Linked DNA regions of Sus scrofa: region 2 is linked to region 1. Evidence: chromatin contacts called from public HiChIP or PLAC-seq data. All regions are on one chromosome and are shown on one strand. The core of a region is the stretch at or near the end of the contact, and the rest is flanking DNA. Distances in the headings are between cores, read along the strand shown. Region 1 has its middle 62 kb from the start of FOXO6. Region 2 overlaps LOC102166622.

Region 1 (4,427 bases), core at 200-2,699:
TGGGTGGGAGCACTTGGGAATGCCAGCCAAGACAGCGGCTGCGGGGGGCCAGCCTCGCCCTCCCTTCAGGCCCTGGGAGAGGGAAGGCCGTGGGGGGTGAGGCAGGGCAGGACCTCTGCCACCCGGGCCGGGCGATCTGGGCCAGGCCGCGCCCCACTCTGAGCTGTGGTTTCTTCCTGGGGGGTTACTATCGACGTATCCCTCAGGAGGGGGGTAAGTTCAGGACCGGGGCAGGGACTTCACATGATGTGTGTGCAGCCATTTTCATGTCCTGGGCAGAGATAGTGGTTGCAGGAAAAACAGGATTAAACTCACCAATATTTTCTCGTGTTACGTAACCGTCTCGTGACCAACCGCAACCGAAGCAAAACCCAAAAGGCCCTGCGTTGGGTGGGCGGGCCTGTGGGAGGCTGGATACGGTCCTAGGCTCTGCCCTTTTACCCATCACTGCCCACTGTCCCCATTCTACAGATGAGGAGACTGAGGCCTGGCTCCAAAACGCAGCATCTTAACTTGTACAGGTGCATGTGACCCTGGCTGGTCCCTTACCCCCCTGCTTGGCAAGGTCACACCCCTGCCCATGGCCCTGCACCCCCAACGCCCTAGCGAGGAGCGCATATCCTGAAGCCCCAAATCTCAGCTCTGTATGTATAGATGGACAGTTGGAAACACGCAAATACCCTCTCTCTGAGCTTCAGTTTCCTTATCTACAAAATAAGTGATGATGGTAGCTGCCCCAGGCAATTAGGTAGGATAACAGGTGAAAAACCCCCGCACAGTGCCTCCCACAGGGTACGTTCATCCCACGTTAGACGGTTTAAAGATCCGTTCAGGAGTTCCCATTGTGGCTCGGGGGGTTAAGAACCCGACTAGCATCCGTGAGGATGCAGGTTCGACCCCTGGCCTCCCTCAGGGGTTAAGGATCTGGTGTTGCCGCAAGCTGCAGTGGAGGTTGCAGGTGCAGCTTGGATCTGGCGTTGCCTTGGCTGTGGTGTAGGCTGGCCGCTGCAGCTCTAATTCAACCCTTAGCCCCAGGAACTTCCAGGTACTGTGGGTGTGGCCCTAAAAAAGGCTGGTGGGGGCAGGGAGATCCATTCAGGAGCTAGGGTCTATGACTCCCGCTTTGCAGATAAGGTTGCAAACCTCGGAGAGGTCTAGCAACTCGGCCAAGGTCACAGAGCTCGGGAGCTGTGGTGGCAGGAGGAAGGCGTGAGGGGAGCAGGAGCTGTGGCTCAAACCGTGTGCTTGTCCCCTGGGGTCAGGATGGAAGGGGAGTCACCAGGGCAGGGGGAGGAACTGGGGGGGAAGCGGGGAGGGGCACGCCAGAGCAGCGGTGAGGTCAGACGCAAGCTACTGCCTTGGGAGAGGGCCAGAGCCCACAGGGGTCAGTGAGGGCAGTGCCCAGGCTGGCAGTGGAGGCTTCACCTTCACTCTGTTCTCTGGTGACCAGTGACCTCGACAGCTGAGCCTGTGCCCCTCCCCTCACATCCTGGTGAGACCCTGAAGGCAGGGCTTTGAGGGTGGCACGCCCACGTGACAGCTCCCAGCAGAGCCTCCCAGGGGCCAGAGCCAGGGATCGGCCCCTGCCCCTGTGGCTGGGAGTGCCCCCCAGGGGCTCCTTTCTGGGCTGCAGGGGGCAGGAGATGAGCCTGAGCAGCCAGCAGCCTGAGATGGCAGGGGTCTCCAACCAAGCCCAAGACCCGGGGCACCTGCAGGGCGGGTGGGCCCACCCACAGCTGCCAGGCTCCCCGTGGGCCCACCCGCAGGCCCCACCCGTCTCTCCCAAGGTCCCTGACAGCTGGGAATTCCTGCCGCATGACCGAGTCAGCCTCTCGGGGCCGGGACCTTGGCCGGGCAGCCCGGACTCGGTTCTGGTTACAGCACGGACTGTGAGCTGGCTGTGAGGCCAGCACCAGTGCCTTCCCCGCTCTGGAACTTGGCTTCTCCAGGTCAAAGGAGGAGCGAGCTGCGAGCTGAAAGAACGCTTCCATCCCAGAGCCTCTCCAGGTCTAGAATCACAGAGGCCAAATGGTGGAAAGAACTTGGAGCCGTGATGCCCCGATCCTGGTCTGCAGCCTGACCAAGTCGGGTCCCCTGGGGACCCACGAAGTGCAGACACGGGTGCTTCTTCCCATCCCTGGTGGATGGGGAGCTGGGCCATGTGCGGATGTGGCCAGTGCCCTGGATCCACGCCTTCCTGGGGGGAGCGGGGGTGGGGCTTCTTCCTGAGACAAATGCCTGGGATCCCGGAGCCGCCCCAGGTCTTTAAGGCTTTATCCCCTGGGTCTCTTCAGACCCCCTGCCCGCCCTGAGTTCGAGCCTTCCCTCCCAGCAGCAACTCCTCCATAGACTTCTCCACCGGCTTCTCTCCATCTCGGTCCTCTTCACCCAGGAAAGGCCACAGCTCCTGGCCCTTCCAACCTCCCGGCCCGCCCAGGGCAGGAGCCTCTAGCACCACAGATTAGAAGTGAGAGGCCTCGAGTTCCCGCTGTGGCTTAAGAATCCAACTACGGCAGCTTAGGTAGCTGCGGAGACGCGGGTTTGATCCCCAGCCCAGTGCAGTGGGTTAAGGGTCTGGCATTGCTGCAGGGGCGGCTTGGATTCAGCCCCTGGCCTGGGGACTTCCAGATGCCGCAGGTGCAGCCATTAAGAAAGAAAAAAGAAACGATAAGAAAAGAAAAAAACAAAGAAGTGAGGGACCCTCTCTAAGCTGATCTGTTGTGCTCATGGGGCTGGACTGAAAGCCACCTGAGAGCCGCAGCTGGGCTGTGCCGAGTGCTGGCAGTGCCCAGCACAGGGCAGATGCTCAGAAGGCCTGTGGGTGGAAGGACAAGACGGCTGGAGGTTGCGCCCCTTCTCCAGCTGCCGCCACGATAAGGCCCAGGCTCCTCGGCCCATCCTTCCGGCTTCCTGCAACGTTTATCACCCCCTCAGCCCCCACACCCTTTAGGCATGAGCTGCAAGACACCCTGATGCCTGGGCACACAGGTACAGAACCCACCCACCCCACCCCGCTCCTGGCCATGCCCGTATCTGTGTTCAGACACCTCTTTCCTGCAGGGCTCCCGGCCCCCATGTATTGGCTCCTGGAATTCTGGAATCACACCTGCGCAGTGCCTCTAGCCTCTACCCACCGTGGCCTCACCTGGAAGGGTCCACGGTCTTCTGCTCCTGTCCCGGGACTGACTCAGCCCCCACAGTGACACGGAGCAGCCACCCTGAGATGCTCACGGCAGGTCAGCTCTCCCGCATACTGCGGGCTCGCACCTGTGACTTGGGGTGTGCACACTCTCTCTCCGAGCCTCCGTCTCCCTCCCCGACTGTAAAATGGCCCCATCAGGCTGGGCAGGTTCAAGGGAATCCTTGATCCGCGTGTTTCCTGTAGGTCGCTCCCCACAGGTCAGGTGAATAAGTATTTGTTAGACAAATAAATAGTCCCAAAGAATGGGCATCGTGGATGGCGGACTGCAGGGCATCTGCGGCAGGTGGTTTAGAGAAGGAAGTTCGGATGTGGCGGTCGAGTCTGAGCCACCTTTCTCATCTGTAAGACGGAGATCACTGCAGGGCAGGGGGAGGATAAAATGAGACACAGCGCCTGGAAGCAGGTGGGAGAGCGGCTGGGGCTTACCAAGAGCCCAAAGAGCTTAGACCCGGTGGTATCCCCAGCCCCCTCTGTCCCTGAGCAAGGACCCGCAGGTGGAGCCAAGTGTGGCAGCAGTGTCTACCTGGTGCCACCAGAGGGCATCATGATGCAGCCAAAGCCACCCAGGTACGCAAGGGCTCCCTGACTCATCCTGCTGGGCGAGCCGGCTCCTGAGAGGGCAGTGCCAGCCAGAGGCCTGCCAGCTGGAAGGGCGAGGGCAGAGACCCGGACACCCATGCAGTTCTTTCCCCCAAAAGATGCCCCACACCATCTTGGCTTGAGATTCTGTCCATTTCTAGCACAGTCTGGGACCAACAGCAACCCAAAGGGCACCTACATCCCTCCCAGGACCATTAGATGCACTTAACTGATGGGGAACCTGGGGCCTGAGACAGGGAGGCCCGCTCCAGGTCAGGAGGTGAACTCTGGCCTCCCCAGCTGGCTTTTCCCTGTACATCCCACCAAGCTCCCCCCCGTCCCCCACCCCGCAACACACCCACACACACCCAAGGCCAGGAATCGGCACCAGGCCCACCTCTGACTCCTTGGCCAGGGAGAGACCCCAGCACATCTCATGATGGGACCCCTCGAGGAGAGGGGGCTGGAGAAAGTGCTGGAGGTGGACAGAGAGCGCGGGGAGACAAAGAAATAGGAGGGGAGACGGGGGCAGGGCAGGCAGGGAGGAGAAAGTGCACGGGATGGAAAGACAGATGTGGGAAGGAGGGGGACAGACAGAGAAAGAGGACCCCGAGGGAAGGAAGAGGCGCAGAGGCAGAAGGATGGA
Region 2 (4,363 bases), core at 398-2,897, 140 kb after region 1:
GACCGTTTTATAAGCAAAGACTGGAACTCAGCCCCAGCCTGTCACTCTCCGGAGCTCGTGCTCCGTCTTGTGCAGACAGGACAGGTCCCCAGGCCTGGGGGCAGGTGAGCACTTCGGGCATCCCCGTGGGGTCGGGAGCACCAGAGAGGCACCAGGGACACAGGGTGGGGAGCGGAGAGGTGAGGCACGTGGTGGGGGCTCAGATGCCCAGGAGGGGCTTTCTTCCCACTCCCTCCACGGCTCGGCTCGGAGGAGCCTGGGCTCAGGCTGAGAAGCAGGGCTGCTACGTTGCCATGGCAACGGAGGGCTCCTCTCTCCCTCGCAGCAGGAATCACGGCGGCTGGGGGGGGTGGGGGCGGGAGGAGGATGTTTCCCCAGCAGCACCGAGGGCTGGGGCGCGAGGCTGGTCACCGCTCCCCTCCCCTCCCGCCCTGTCTCCTCCCGCCCCACCCTGGAGGCCAGCAGCCGGCAGGAGGGGTGCTGAGGGTGCCGGGGGTGCCGCGCCGGTACAGACCAGGAGAGAACACAGGCAGTTGCGGGGTGGGGTGAGTCGGGGAGTCAGGGGCTCCTGCAGAAAGCTGCCCAGTCTCCCCTTTCAGACATCCCATGTGTCAGCCCCCACCTCACAGCCCTGCTCAGGTTCTCTTCCAGGGCAGAGCCTCCTCCGACCCTCAGGGAGTCACGGTCAACCCCGTTCTCCGGCCCAGCCCGCCCACGCTGACCCAAGGCACACGTGCATGTGAACTGCTCACACACACATACACAGCCAGCCCCTCACAAGCAGAGTCACACGCTGATATGCTCATACCTTGACGTGTCCACACACTCATTCAAACACAGTCACGCCCAGACACGCAACCCACACGCACCTGCTACCTGGTGCACGAGTGTGGTCGCGTATCCAAGCATGCGTGCAAGCCCACATCCTCTCTCCGCCCCTGTGATTGACTGTCGGTCCTGGAAGCTCTTCTTCCTCCTCACATCTCCTCCTGCTCATTCCCATCTTCTCTGCCTCCTCCCTCTCCCCACAGCCCTCAGCCTGTCCTTGGCAGGAACCCTGCCCTCTGGGCTCGGCCCTGGAAGGAGATGCTGTCATTTGCAAGGGAGCTGATTCTCAGACACAGACAGCACTCAGCCTTGAAAAAGCAGGAAGGGCCGGGGTGTGGGGGCAGGAGGTGATCTCCTCCCTCCCTTTCCAGATGATACTCCTGCTTGATCCTGGCTTGACTGAAGAGCGGCAAAGCCAGCCTCCCCCCCACAACAAAAACCTCTAACAAGCTTGCCATAGTACATAAAATTGTGAATAGCCAAATAACCATGGTTAGCAATAGCAGGCAGCCAAGTGGCTAATTATGGAGGGCTTGAGTAGCAAGGACTAGGCTAGATTCATGGTCCCACGTATGCTTCATATCAACCTCCAAGGCAGGGAATATAATATCCATTGCACAGAGAAAGAAACTGCAGCTTAGGGCAGGCATGTAACTTCCAGGTGATGGAGCAGGGCCTCAAACCCAGGTCTGCCGGACTCCAACGATCCCTGACCAGGGCACCCAACCTTTAACAGCCAGTTCCTTGAAGTGAGCAGGAGCTCTCTGCTGGGAGATCTGGCCTTTCAGCTGGATGACTGGCACAGGAAAGCAGACACCTGCTGGTTGAAATTGAATACTAGCTCTCCCTCTCCTCGGGGGCCTTTGGTCATTTTTCTGCCTCCCACATGGGGAGCTCTCACGAGTGGTCTCTGGGACTTGCGTCCCCTGCTCTGTGCCTGGACTTCTCCGTTCAGCCTGTCCTCTTCGTGCCACTAACTTGCTCGTGCTTCCAAAGGCCCCAGTGCAAATCAGTTCTTTGGCGGAGAATTATTCTGGCTCCTTTTCCCCTCTGGCCACTCCAGCCAGCCCCAGGGAGCCAGTGGATCCAACTCCAAGGGCTCCTTAGGGGGTTATACGAAGCGAAACGTAGTTAATTCCTTAGAGGAATTCTGTTCTCAGTTACTATTTTTTGGTCTCCCTGCTCCTCTGAGGTTCTATCCTCCTAGCTTTTTGAAGGTGAAAATGTTTTTTTTTAAGTGTCCCCTGCTTGACAATATTTTAAGTTATCAGAGTGTCTATGAATTTCACATCAAAAGAAAATGAAAGGGCTGGGAACTACTGATTTGCCTACAGATTTAATCCAGCCCTTTATTTTCACCGACCGGAGAATGAATTCAAGAGAAGAGGCTTGGCTTGGTGAAGCACCAGCTTTCTTTGTGAGTTGTACAAACTCTGGGTCAAAGACGATCAGAGCGTGGGAGTGGTAACGAATCGACTAGACCAGAGGCGGTTCGTCCTGCCTGCTCATGGTTAAGATCCGTTGGTGACTGTGGTAGTGCAGACGGCTCGATCCGAGCTGTGGCCTGGTGAGGTGGTCAGCTCATGACCAGCCGGACTCATAGCCGCAGGAGGCCAAAAAACAAAAAACAAAAAAAAAAAAAAAAAAAAAAAAAAAAAAAAAAAAAAAAAAAAAAAAAAAAAAAAAAAAAAAAAAAAGACGGGATTCAAAAGCCAGTCCAGCCACTCGTGCCTGCAGTTGGGTAGGACTGGGGAGGTGTCAGACCCCTGAAAGCCTCAGTTTCCTCATCTGTCGGATGGGCTGATCTGAGAATCCAATAAGACACTGCGTGCTTAGCACTTGGAAACTATAAAGTGCTATCAAGCTTATCCATCAGGTAACCGTTTGGCTGCAAGGCTGGGGCCAGAATCCAGGCTCCTGAGCCTTGCTCTGCTATTCTTTGGTGTGTTCAAGGGGGGCAGGGGTGCTGGATGGGACCCCAGCTCCTCCGTCCACTAGCTGTGCAACTGCGGGAAAAAGAGCTCGTGTCTACAATGGTTCTTCCTCTGAAAACGGTGGCTTCTCATACTCAGAATGGGGTGGACGGGATTACAGGAGCTAATGGCGGGCAGGGCCTGTTCGTGCCTGGCTGACACTAAGCCAGTGTCTCCTCGACCCCTCAGACTTTCCCCCAGCTGTCATTCTCCGAATCGCTTCTGCGGTGAATCGCCTGCTTCCTTTGAAGGAAGCTTTGATTTTGGAAGGAGCCCAAGGCCACTGAGAGGCTTGTCTGGCCAGGGAGGCAGAGAGTTCGTAATCGAGCCTGGGAAGGAGCGCCCTTCGGCTGTGCCGACGGGGTTCAGCTCTTGGAGGGGGAGGAAGAGCTCCTTGGGCTCCGAAGGAGACCGCTCTTGCCAGGCGGCCCTGCTCTCCCCCTGCCTGGCCTTTCCCCCTGCCCAGCCTCTCCCCCTGCCCGGCCTTTCCCGGGGGCCATCGAGGGAGGCTGGCCTGCACCTCCCAGGATGGGTGGTCCGCCTGTGCTGGCATCTCCAGGGGATGCTCGTGGCCTCCGGGGCCGTCTCTCATCCTTGCCAAGCTGCGTGTCAGAGCCAGGATGACACATCGTGCAGTCCACTCCCTCCGTGTCTCTCAGATGAGAGAACTGAAGCCCTTCCTCCCCCACCTGTTCCCCGACGACAGAAGTGCAACTCGGAATGTCCAAGCCAGAACCTGACCTTGGCGACAGCCAGCCCAACCTTCGCTGGCTTTCCCACCCTGCTTTACAGATAAGAGCACAGAGGTCGGGAAGGGAAGAGGCGTGAGCCCAAGGCAGTGACTGGGCTGCCCCTACATCCAGCCTCCTGCCCCTCGGACGGTGTCCTCCTGCTCCGCAGGACCCAGCTCCTCACAAGAAGAGCGAACGGCCGCTCTCCCAGCTTTTCCTGAGGACACCTATGGAGGCAGAGGCAGGAGGGCCAGCCCCGTGGAGGCCACCAGAGGGGGCGGCACTACATGCTTTCATCGGCCGTCCTAACGGGAAGCATTTCGTCAGCAGAGGGGCCTGCCAGCTGGCACCTGCCCTGTCCCTGACTCCCAGGGAACCCCGGCAAGCCCCCTCCGCTCTGGCCTTCGGCTTCCTCGCCTGGATGATAGAACAGGTGCTGCACTGCACATACCACTGGCTCTTCATCCCACAACCCCAAGCGCTCCAACTCCCCAGGGTCCCACAGTGGGGTGGGGTAGCCAGGGTGGCCAGAGCGCCCTGCCCCGCTAACTCCCGCAGCGCCCATCGGAGGAAGAGCAGAGATCTCACCAGGGGCAGAATTCTACCTCAAACTCACCCTGAATTGGCTTCCAATATCGCCTTTGCCCCTTGGTCTCCCCCAAATCTTCCCACCCTCTTTGGCTGCAGCAGCTGCTGGGGCTCAGACTAGGAGGACTGCCCCACCTAGGGGCACTCGGCCTCCACTGCGGCTTTGAGGAGGGAGGCGCTGGACCAGGCTCTCTGCCTATCAGAGCTGCCTCTTTCTTGATCTTATTTGTCTTCTCTGTCCTG

What was found. HiChIP or PLAC-seq counts read pairs in DNA pulled down with a chosen protein or histone mark.
Region 2: a contact with region 1 is called in an H3K27ac HiChIP or PLAC-seq map of skeletal muscle, with 12 times the contacts expected there. The contact joins two enhancer-like sites. A contact is called at or near these places in 6 of 47 Hi-C or Micro-C datasets (embryonic fibroblasts, epiblast stem cells, fibroblasts and 2 more) and 1 of 2 datasets of contacts at active chromatin or transcription factors (skeletal muscle).

The regions. Positions count from the first base shown.
Region 1 is chr6:169,815,567-169,819,993 of Sscrofa11.1, forward strand. No RefSeq gene overlaps it. Among named protein-coding and RNA genes, the nearest start is that of FOXO6, 62 kb to the right of the region's middle. Within about 2 kb of position 1,450, at least 4 of the 83 cell types and tissues checked have an H3K27ac peak or open chromatin away from gene starts, as enhancers often do. A contact at or near this core is called in skeletal muscle, where this site is marked.
Region 2 is chr6:169,955,239-169,959,601 of Sscrofa11.1, forward strand. All of the region lies in intron 2 of LOC102166622, which reads right to left. Among named protein-coding and RNA genes, the nearest start is that of SCMH1, 42 kb to the right of the region's middle. Within about 2 kb of position 1,648, at least 5 of the 83 cell types and tissues checked have an H3K27ac peak or open chromatin away from gene starts, as enhancers often do. A contact at or near this core is called in skeletal muscle, where this site is marked.